2 separate regions of the Anas platyrhynchos genome follow, and region 2 is linked to region 1. Evidence: chromatin contacts called from public Hi-C data. All regions are on one chromosome and are shown on one strand. The core of a region is the stretch at or near the end of the contact, and the rest is flanking DNA. Distances in the headings are between cores, read along the strand shown. Region 1 holds the start of C2H8orf82 (chromosome 2 C8orf82 homolog). Region 2 holds the start of LOC101792010 (1-phosphatidylinositol 4,5-bisphosphate phosphodiesterase gamma-1).

Evidence for each region. A called contact is a pair of places that touch in the nucleus more often than the background predicts.
Region 2: a contact with region 1 is called in a Hi-C map of skeletal muscle, with 8 times the contacts expected there. The contact joins the promoter of LOC101792010 here to the promoter of C2H8orf82 in region 1. A contact is called at or near these places in 2 of 8 Hi-C or Micro-C datasets (both in skeletal muscle).

Annotation. Positions count from the first base shown.
Region 1 is chr2:929,233-933,225 of IASCAAS_PekinDuck_T2T, reverse strand. It overlaps C2H8orf82 (chromosome 2 C8orf82 homolog), which reads left to right and starts at 2,185. Exons shown (of 3, transcript XM_072034217.1): 1 at 2,185-2,344. The coding sequence starts at 2,240. ARHGAP39 (Rho GTPase activating protein 39) reads left to right here. Exons shown (of 11, transcript XM_038175266.2): 11 at 1-484.
Region 2 is chr2:1,284,308-1,288,409 of IASCAAS_PekinDuck_T2T, reverse strand. It overlaps LOC101792010 (1-phosphatidylinositol 4,5-bisphosphate phosphodiesterase gamma-1), which reads left to right and starts at 2,486. Exons shown (of 33, transcript XR_011807317.1): 1 at 2,486-3,344.

The DNA of each region.
Region 1 (3,993 bases), core at 936-3,435:
CTTTTTCCCTTTTTTCCATTTTTTTTATTTTTTTCCCCTTTTTTCCCCTTTTTTCCCCTTTTTTTTTCATTTTTTCCCTTTTTCCCTTTTTCTCCCCTTTTTTTTTCATTTTTTCCCCTTTTTGTCCCTTTTTTTTTCCCCTTTTTCCCCCATTCCCCCCCCCCTTTTTTTTTTTTTTCTCTTTTCAGCGCTGCGTTTTTAATTTATTACGGTGAAAACACTTTAAAAAACAAAAAAAGCAAAAAAAAAAAAATGGAAAAAAACGAGAGGAACAAAACCCAAACCACTCCCAGCCCCGAGAGTGGGGGGGGGGCTGCGGGCGCGGAGGGGAGTGGTGGGGGACGAGCGGGGGGGGGCCCCCCCCCCCCACCAGATTTGGGGTGTGTCCCCCCCCCGCGCCGCTCGTTACCCGAGGAACTCTGTAATTACGCCGCATGGACATGTAGAGGCGACTCCATGTTGTGTGAATAAAGCTACGTATGGACACGGCCTCTCCTCCGCCCCGTTCACTCTGGAGCGGATCGATGGCACCCCATATGGGAACGGGGTGCCCCGGAGCCGATATGGGGCCTCCTGGTGACCCTATAGGGCTGCCATATAGGGGTGGGTGCCCTCCAGGGTGTGTAGGGCCCCGTACGGCCCTATAGAGGGGGGTGGGAGATGGGCCCGGGCCATACGGCCCCTATAGGGTGTGCATAGGTGTATGTGACCCCAAAAGATGTATGGGGTGCGTATAGGAGTGTCGGGGGGGGACGGGGAGGGTGTGGGTGTATATAGGGGCACGGGAGGGTATTTGGGGCATATGGGGGGCTCAGGGTGTGTGGGGGGGTGGCTAGAGGAGTCACTGGGGGGTGTGGGAGAATATAAGGGTCACTTTGGGGGTAGGGGGGGAGTATGGGTGTCCATAGGGTGCATGGGGGTGTATGGGCATCTATAGGGGCACACAGGGGGTGTACATGTACCTATAGGGGTGCCCGGGGGGTGTACGGATGCTTATAGGGGCATGTAGGGGATCTATATGTGTCTATAGGGGGGTCTACGGCTGCCTATAGGGGCATGTAGGGGGTGTGTGGGTACCCATAGGGGTGCCCAGGGACTTCCCAGCTGTCCATGGGGCGCCTGGAGCCCCGCACTGTCCCTATAGGATCCCTTTGGGTCCCTATAGGGTCCTTATGGGGTCCCTATAGGGTCCCTATAGGATCCCTTAGGCTCCCTACAGGGTCCCTGTGGGGTCCCTATGGGGTCCCTTTGGGTCCCTCTGGGACCCCTATAGGGTCCTTTTGGATCTCTTTAGGTCCCTATAGGATCCCTTTGAGTCCCTTTGGCTCCCTACAGGGTCCCTATAGGATCCCTTGGGGTCCCTTTGGGTCTCTGTAGGATCCCTTTGTGTCCCTATGGGGTCCCTTTGTGTCCCTTCAGATCCCTATAGGATCCCTTTGGGTCCCTATAGGGTCCCTTGGGGTCCCTATGGGGTCCCTATGGGGTCCCTTTGGATCCCTTTGGGTCCCTTTGTGTCCCTTTGTGTCCCTATAGGATCCCTTTGGCTCCCTATAGGATCCCTTTGGATCCCTATAGGGTCCTTATGGGGTCCCTATAGAGTCCCTATAGGATCCCTTTGTGTCCCTTCGGGTATCTATAGGGTCCTATAGGATCCCTTTGTGTCCCTTCAGGTCCCTATAGGGTCCTATAGGATCCCTTTGGGTCCCTATGGGGTCCCTATGGGGTCCCTATAGGGTCCTTATGGGGTCCCTTGGGGTCCTTATGGGTCCCTTTGTGTCCCTTTGTGTCCCTATAGTGTCCCTATAGGATCCCTTTGGGTCCCTTTGCATCTCTATAGGATCCCTTTGGGTCCCTATAGGATCCCTTGGGGTCCATATAGGGTCCTTATGGGGTCCCTATAGGGTCCCTATAGGATCTCTTGGGGTCCGTCCCTTTGGGTCCCTTTGGCTCCCTATAGTGTCCCTATAGGGTCCTTATAGGATCCCTTTGGGTCACTTTGGCTCCTTTTGGGTCCCTTTGGATCCCTTTGGGGTCCCTATAGGGTCCCTATAGGGTCCCCACACCCCCCATTACCCGGCCCCCCCCACTCCCCAGCCCACAGTTTCCCCCCGGAGCCCCATTTCCGGTGCAACACCCGGAAGCTGGCGAAGGAAGGGGGCGGAAAGATCAGCGGAGGGAAAGGGGAGGGGAGCACTTCCGCTTCCGGTTGTCCGTCGCCATAACGGGTCCGGGCGGCGCCATGAGGCCGGGGCTGCTGCGGGCCGCGGCCTGCGGGTACCGCCAGGGGCAGAGCCCCGCGCCCGGCACCAGGGAGTATTTCTACTACATCGACCACCGAGGGCAGGTTTGGGGCAAAAAAGGGAGATTTGGGGACTTTGGGGGGTGGGGGGCGTGGAGGGAATTGGGGAGAGTGGGGGGGAATAGGGGGAGTTGGGGGGGGGCACCAGGGAGTCATCGAGCACCGAGGGAAGGTTTGGGGCAAAACTGGGCGATTTTGGGAGTTTGGGGGGTGGGGGGGAAAAGGGGGAGTGAGGGGAGTTGGGGAGAATTGAGGGGAATTGGGGGGGTTGGGGGGGGGCCACCAGGGAGTATTTCTACTGCATAGACCACCAAGGGAAGGTTTGGGGCAAAACTGGGCGATTTTGGGAGTTTTGGGGGTGAGGGGGAATTGAGGGGAATTGGGGGGGGGCACCAGGGAGTATTTCTACTACATCGACCACCGAGGGAAGGTTTGGGGCAAAACCGGGCGATTTTGGGACTTTGGGGGGTGGGGGGCGTGGAGGGAATTGGGGAGAGTGGGGGGGAATAGGGGGAGTTGGGGGGGGGGCACCAGGGAGTCATCGACCACCGGGGGCAGGTTTGGGGCAAAAACGGGCGATTTTGGGAGTTTGGGGGGTGGGGGGGAATTGGGGGGAATTGGGGTAGTGGGGGGGGGGGAATTGGGGCTGAGGGGGGGGGCACCAGGGAGTATTTCTACTCCATCGACCACCGTGGGCAGGTTTGGGGCAAAAACGGGCGATTTTGGGACTTCGGGGGGTGGGGGGCGTGGAGGGAATTGGGGAGAGTGGAGGGGAATAGGGGGAGATGGGGGGGGGGCACCAGGGAGTCATCGACCACCGGGGGCAGGTTTGGGGCAAAAAAGGGTGATTTTGGGAGTTTGGGGGGTGGGGGGCGTGGAGGGAATTGGGGAGAGTGGGGGGGAATAGGGGGAGTTGGGGGGGGGGCACCAGGGAGTCATCGACCACCGCGGGCAGGTTTGGGGCAAAAAAGGGCGATTTTGGGACTTTGGGGGGTGGGGGGCGTGGAGGGAATTGGGGAGAGTGGGGGGGAATAGGGGGAGTTGGGGGGGGGGGGCACCAGGGAGTCATCGACCACCAGGGGCAGGTTTGGGGCAAAACTGGGCGATTTTGGGAGTTTGGGGGGGTGAGGGAGAAAAGGGGGGAACGGGGGAGTGGGGGGGAATTAGGGGGGTTGGGGGGGGGGCTCCAGGGAGTATTTCTACTGCATAGACCACCGAGGGCAGGTTTGGGGCAAAAACGGGCGATTTTGGGAGTTTGGGGGGTGGGGAGGTGGGAGGGAAAAGGAGGGGTTAGGGGGAAAAGGGGGGGGTTGGGGGAGTTGGGGGGGGGGCACCAGGGAGTATTTCTACTACATTGACCACCGCGGGCAGGTTTGGGGCAAAAAAGGGCGATTTTGGGAGTTTGGGGGGTGGGGGGCGTGGAGGGAATTGGGGAGAGTGGGGGGGAATAGGGGGAGTTGGGGGGGGGCACCAGGGAGTCATCGAGCACCGGGGGCAGGTTTGGGGCAAAATCGGGCGATTTTGGGAGTTTGGGGGGTGGGGGGCGTGGAGGGAATTGGGGAGAGTGGGGGGGAATAGGGGGAGTTGGGGGGGGGGGGCACCAGGGAGTCATCGACCACCAGGGGCAGGTTTGGGGCAAAACTGGGCGATTTTGGGAGTTTGGGGGGGTGAGGGAGAAAAGGGGGGAACGGGGG
Region 2 (4,102 bases), core at 1,237-3,736, 350 kb before region 1:
CCCCCCCAAGGGGTTTGGGACTCTGCAGGCAGCTTTACCTCCAGGAAGGGACGTGGGTGAGCGGCTGATGCTCACATCTAGCAGTAATTCTCCAACCCAGAAAGCTGCAGAAGAAACTAAACGTGCTGGAAGGAGAATTTTATCCCAGAATTGTTCTTTTTTTTTTTCCACCATACTCATGAATTGCACCCTCTGGAGCTCCTCTGCGCTTTGGTGGGGGGTTGTTGGCACCTTTTGGTGGAGATTTGCTCTTGCAAGACCCTTTGGTGCCTTTTTGGCTCTGCTGTCCTAGCGTGGGCACCAGCACCACTACACCATTCCCCCATCTGAGCTGCAGGAAGGAGTCGTGTTGGGGTTTTTAAGAGGGGACACGCAGATTTTGGGGTGCTTGGCTTCACCTTTTGGGGTCCCTTCCCTCCCTGGAGTCCCACACATTGGGAGGATGGGGAGGCTCCGATCCCTCAGCCTCTTCCAGCCTCCGTAGGGTGCTTTGCTTTGGGAACGGCTTGCTTACAGCTTTGCTCCGGGGAAGCTAAAATTAAAACAGTGACTCCATTGCAGACTGAAAACAGAGCATTCCTTCTCCGCCCGCGTGCTTTGGATGGACATCAGAAGCCGAAGCCCTGCTGCAAAGTCCCCTGTGTCAAAACAATCTGCTATTCTGATCCTCGGCTCGCCGCGGCTCGCCGCGCTCGGGATGTTCAGTTCCCAGACCCGCGTTCAGGGGGCTCCGAAATGGGATTTGCCTGGAAATGGAAAACGTAAACACCAGAAGCCGGCATCTCTGCAGCTCATCGCTTGAAACAAAAGCTGATTCTGCTCCAGAGAAGGGAAAAAAAAAAAAAAAAAAGAAAAAGAAAAAGAAGAAGAAGAAGAAGAAGAAGAAGAAGAAGAAGAAGAAGAAGAAGAAGAAGAAGAAGAAGAAAAAGAAAAAGAAAAAGAAAAAGGAAAAGGAAAAGGAAAAGGAAAAGGAAAAGGAAAAGGAAAAGGAAAAGGAAAAGGAAAAGGAAAAGGAAAAGGAAAAGGAAAAGGAAAAGAAAAAGAAAAAAACAGAAGTTGATTCACAAATAAAGGAAGAAAAAAGCAACTTCAGGATCTCGTTTTTACCCCAGGGGTCCCCTGATTCTTCAAGGAAAGGGGAAGCCAGAGCCTAGGTGGAGATTTCTGCCTGTCCCCATCACCTTGTTGATGCACAAAGCTGCTCCTGGTGCACCCAGTCCCTGCTAAAGTCCTGCCAAAATCGCCGTGGATCGGTGGCGGCACCCTCCCAAGCTGGGAGGGCTTAACGTTATGGTTTTGTCCTCAACATTATGGTTTTGGAGGGTCCATACGTGCCTGTCCACCACCACCACCATAGGAGCCATCGGTGGCCTTCGCCGCGTGGCGCTGGGCTCCTCTGGGCCAAAAAATAAATCAAACGTGGCTAGGGAAAGGGAAAAAACGGGTGAATTTTCAAGGAAGGGGAGAGCTAAAATGCAGGCAAGGATTTTTCTCCGTGGAGGAGAGAAACGAACGGCTCCTGGCAGCGGAGGGTAAAGCTGCAAATCTGGGGGGATTTTGGAAACCCCCGGGATGGGGATAAGGGTTTGATGTTGTCCAGATTGAAATATGAATTGCTCCTGTATTTGAAATATGAATTGCTCCTGTTTTTAAGGACCAAACACGATTTTGGGAGACTTCAGTGAGGCTTGAAATAAGTCCATATTCACAGCAAGTCCTGTGTCCCCCCAAATCACCTGCTTCCCCCCAAAATCCCCCGTAATCCCCCAAAACGAGCAGGGTTGCAGCCCCATCGCACCACCGGCTCTTTGCCTGCCCACCCAGCTCCGGGCACGGGGGTGAAAGAGGGGCTGTGAGGCTGCGCCCTGTCCCCCTGTCCCCATGCTCCCATCCCCCTTTTTGTCCCCTCCACCACCCCCACCCCAATTTCAGGCGGGACAAAACTCATCACAGCGGTGGCTCGTGGGCTTCGGTCCTGGCTCAGCGCTGCAGGCACCCGGAGCTCAACACAACCATTTTCTCTACATTTCCTCCTTTTTTTTCACCAATTTTCCACCCAGATCCCCCCCCAGCCCTGATTTTTTTTGCCCTTTCACCCTACTCAGGGCAATAATTCCTACAAGCAGGAGCACGGGGACCACCTGCATTCACGCGCCCGCGCCGTGCCAAAAAACCCACCACCCCCCCTTCCTCACGGAGCCCCCACCCTCTGCAGCCCCCGACCCCGCTGCCGTGTCCCCCTTGGGGAAAGCCAGCACCCACCCCCTCCCCAAGGTGCCCCATCCCTGGGGTGCCCCCCAGTTGTCTGTAGGGCCTGGGGACCCCCCCCTTCAGGAGCCCTTCCATGGTTCGGCTTCCTCTAGATGTCACCCTCAGCCGCCTCTTCCGTCGCTGCGATTTTCCTTTCTCCAAGATCCTGCATTTTTTTTTTTTTTTTTTTTTTAAATTCCTTTCTGATCTCTTTCCGGCCATGTGTGATTGCAGTTTCCTCTGGGCGTCCATTTCATCAGCCCGAAATTAAGGAGCGGAGAAGGGGCAGCGGGCGACCGGCGAGAGCGAACCTCCCCCCCCCTTTCCTATCCCCTCACCCCATCCCAAAAAAAAAAACCAAACCCACCACCCGCATCCCACCCTGGGGGGTCCCCGAAGACCCCACACCCTAAGCCGGGCACCCCGAACCCCTCGCCTCCCCTCCTCACCCCTCTTTGCACGGAGGCCGGGGATCCTCCGGCTCCTCTCCGCTTGCTTTTGGGGTGACTTTGCTTTTTCGGGGCGCTCGCTCCCGCGGCCTTTTTTTGTTTTTTTTGCCACCCTCTCCTTTTTTTTTGCCCCGCTGAGGTGTCCGTCCCCGAGGCCTTGAGGTGGCCGGATGGTTTGTAGCCCTCCGGCTCTGAAACCGTCCCCCTTCTCTCCTCGCCACCGCTGGATGCTAACGCCGGAGCCGGGGCCGCACGGCGAAAAGGTCGCGGCGCCTCCAACCCGAGCCTCCCACCCCGACGACGCCGGGGGAATCGGCAGCAGAGGAAACCCGTGCTCGGAGCAAATCCCCCGGGAGGCTTCGTTTTTTCCCTTTCATGCATGAGACAACTCTGCGGCTCCGGCGGGCGATGGCCACGCAGTGAAGATGTCCGTCTCCAGGCTCAACAGCGTCAATGGCTTTTTGGAGGACGGCAGGATGGAGGCGGGGGACATGGGCAGGATCCTCCGCTGCCTGGAGATGGGCACCGTCCTCACCTTGTTCTACCAGAAGAAGTCGCAGAGGCCGGAGCGAAGGACCTTCCAGGTGAAGCTGGAAACCCGGCAGATCATCTGGAGCCGGACGCCTGAGAAGGTGGAAGGGGACAGTGAGTATCGGTGGCGGCGGCTGGGGATGGGTTGGCGGGGTCCGTGGTCCCCGTGGGATGTTCTACCATGGTGGGATGCCCAAATGTGATGGGATTCCTGGTTTTGGGGTGCCTGGCCATACTGGGATGTCCTACCATAGTGAGATATCCTACTAGGGTGGGATGTTCTACCCCAGTGGGATGTTCTACCCCATTGGGATGCCCAGATGTAGTGGGATACCAGGATTTGGGGCACCTGGCCATACTGGGATCTCTTACTATGGTGAGATGTTCTATCAAGATGGGATGTTCTACCCCAGTGCAATGCCCAAATGTGGTGGGATGACAGGCTTTGGGGTGCCTGGCCGTACTGGGATGTCCTACCATGGTGGGATGTTCTACCCCAGTGGGATGTTCTACCCCAGTGTGATGCCCAAATGTGGTGGGATTCCTGGTTTTGGGGTGCCTAGACATATTGGGATGTCCTACCATGGTGGGATGTTCTATTAGGATGGGATGTTCTACCATGGTGGGATGTTCTACCATGGTGGGATGTTCTACCCCAGTGGGATGCCCAAATGTGGTGGGATGCCAGGCTTTGGGGTGCCTGGCCATACTGGGATGTCCTATTATGGTGGGATGTTCTATCAGGATGGGATGTTCTACCAAGGTGGGATGTTCTACCCCAGTGGGATGCCCAGATGTAGTGGGATACCAGGATTTGGGGCACCTGGCCATACTGGGATGTCCTACCATGGTGGGGTGATCTGCTGCCGTGG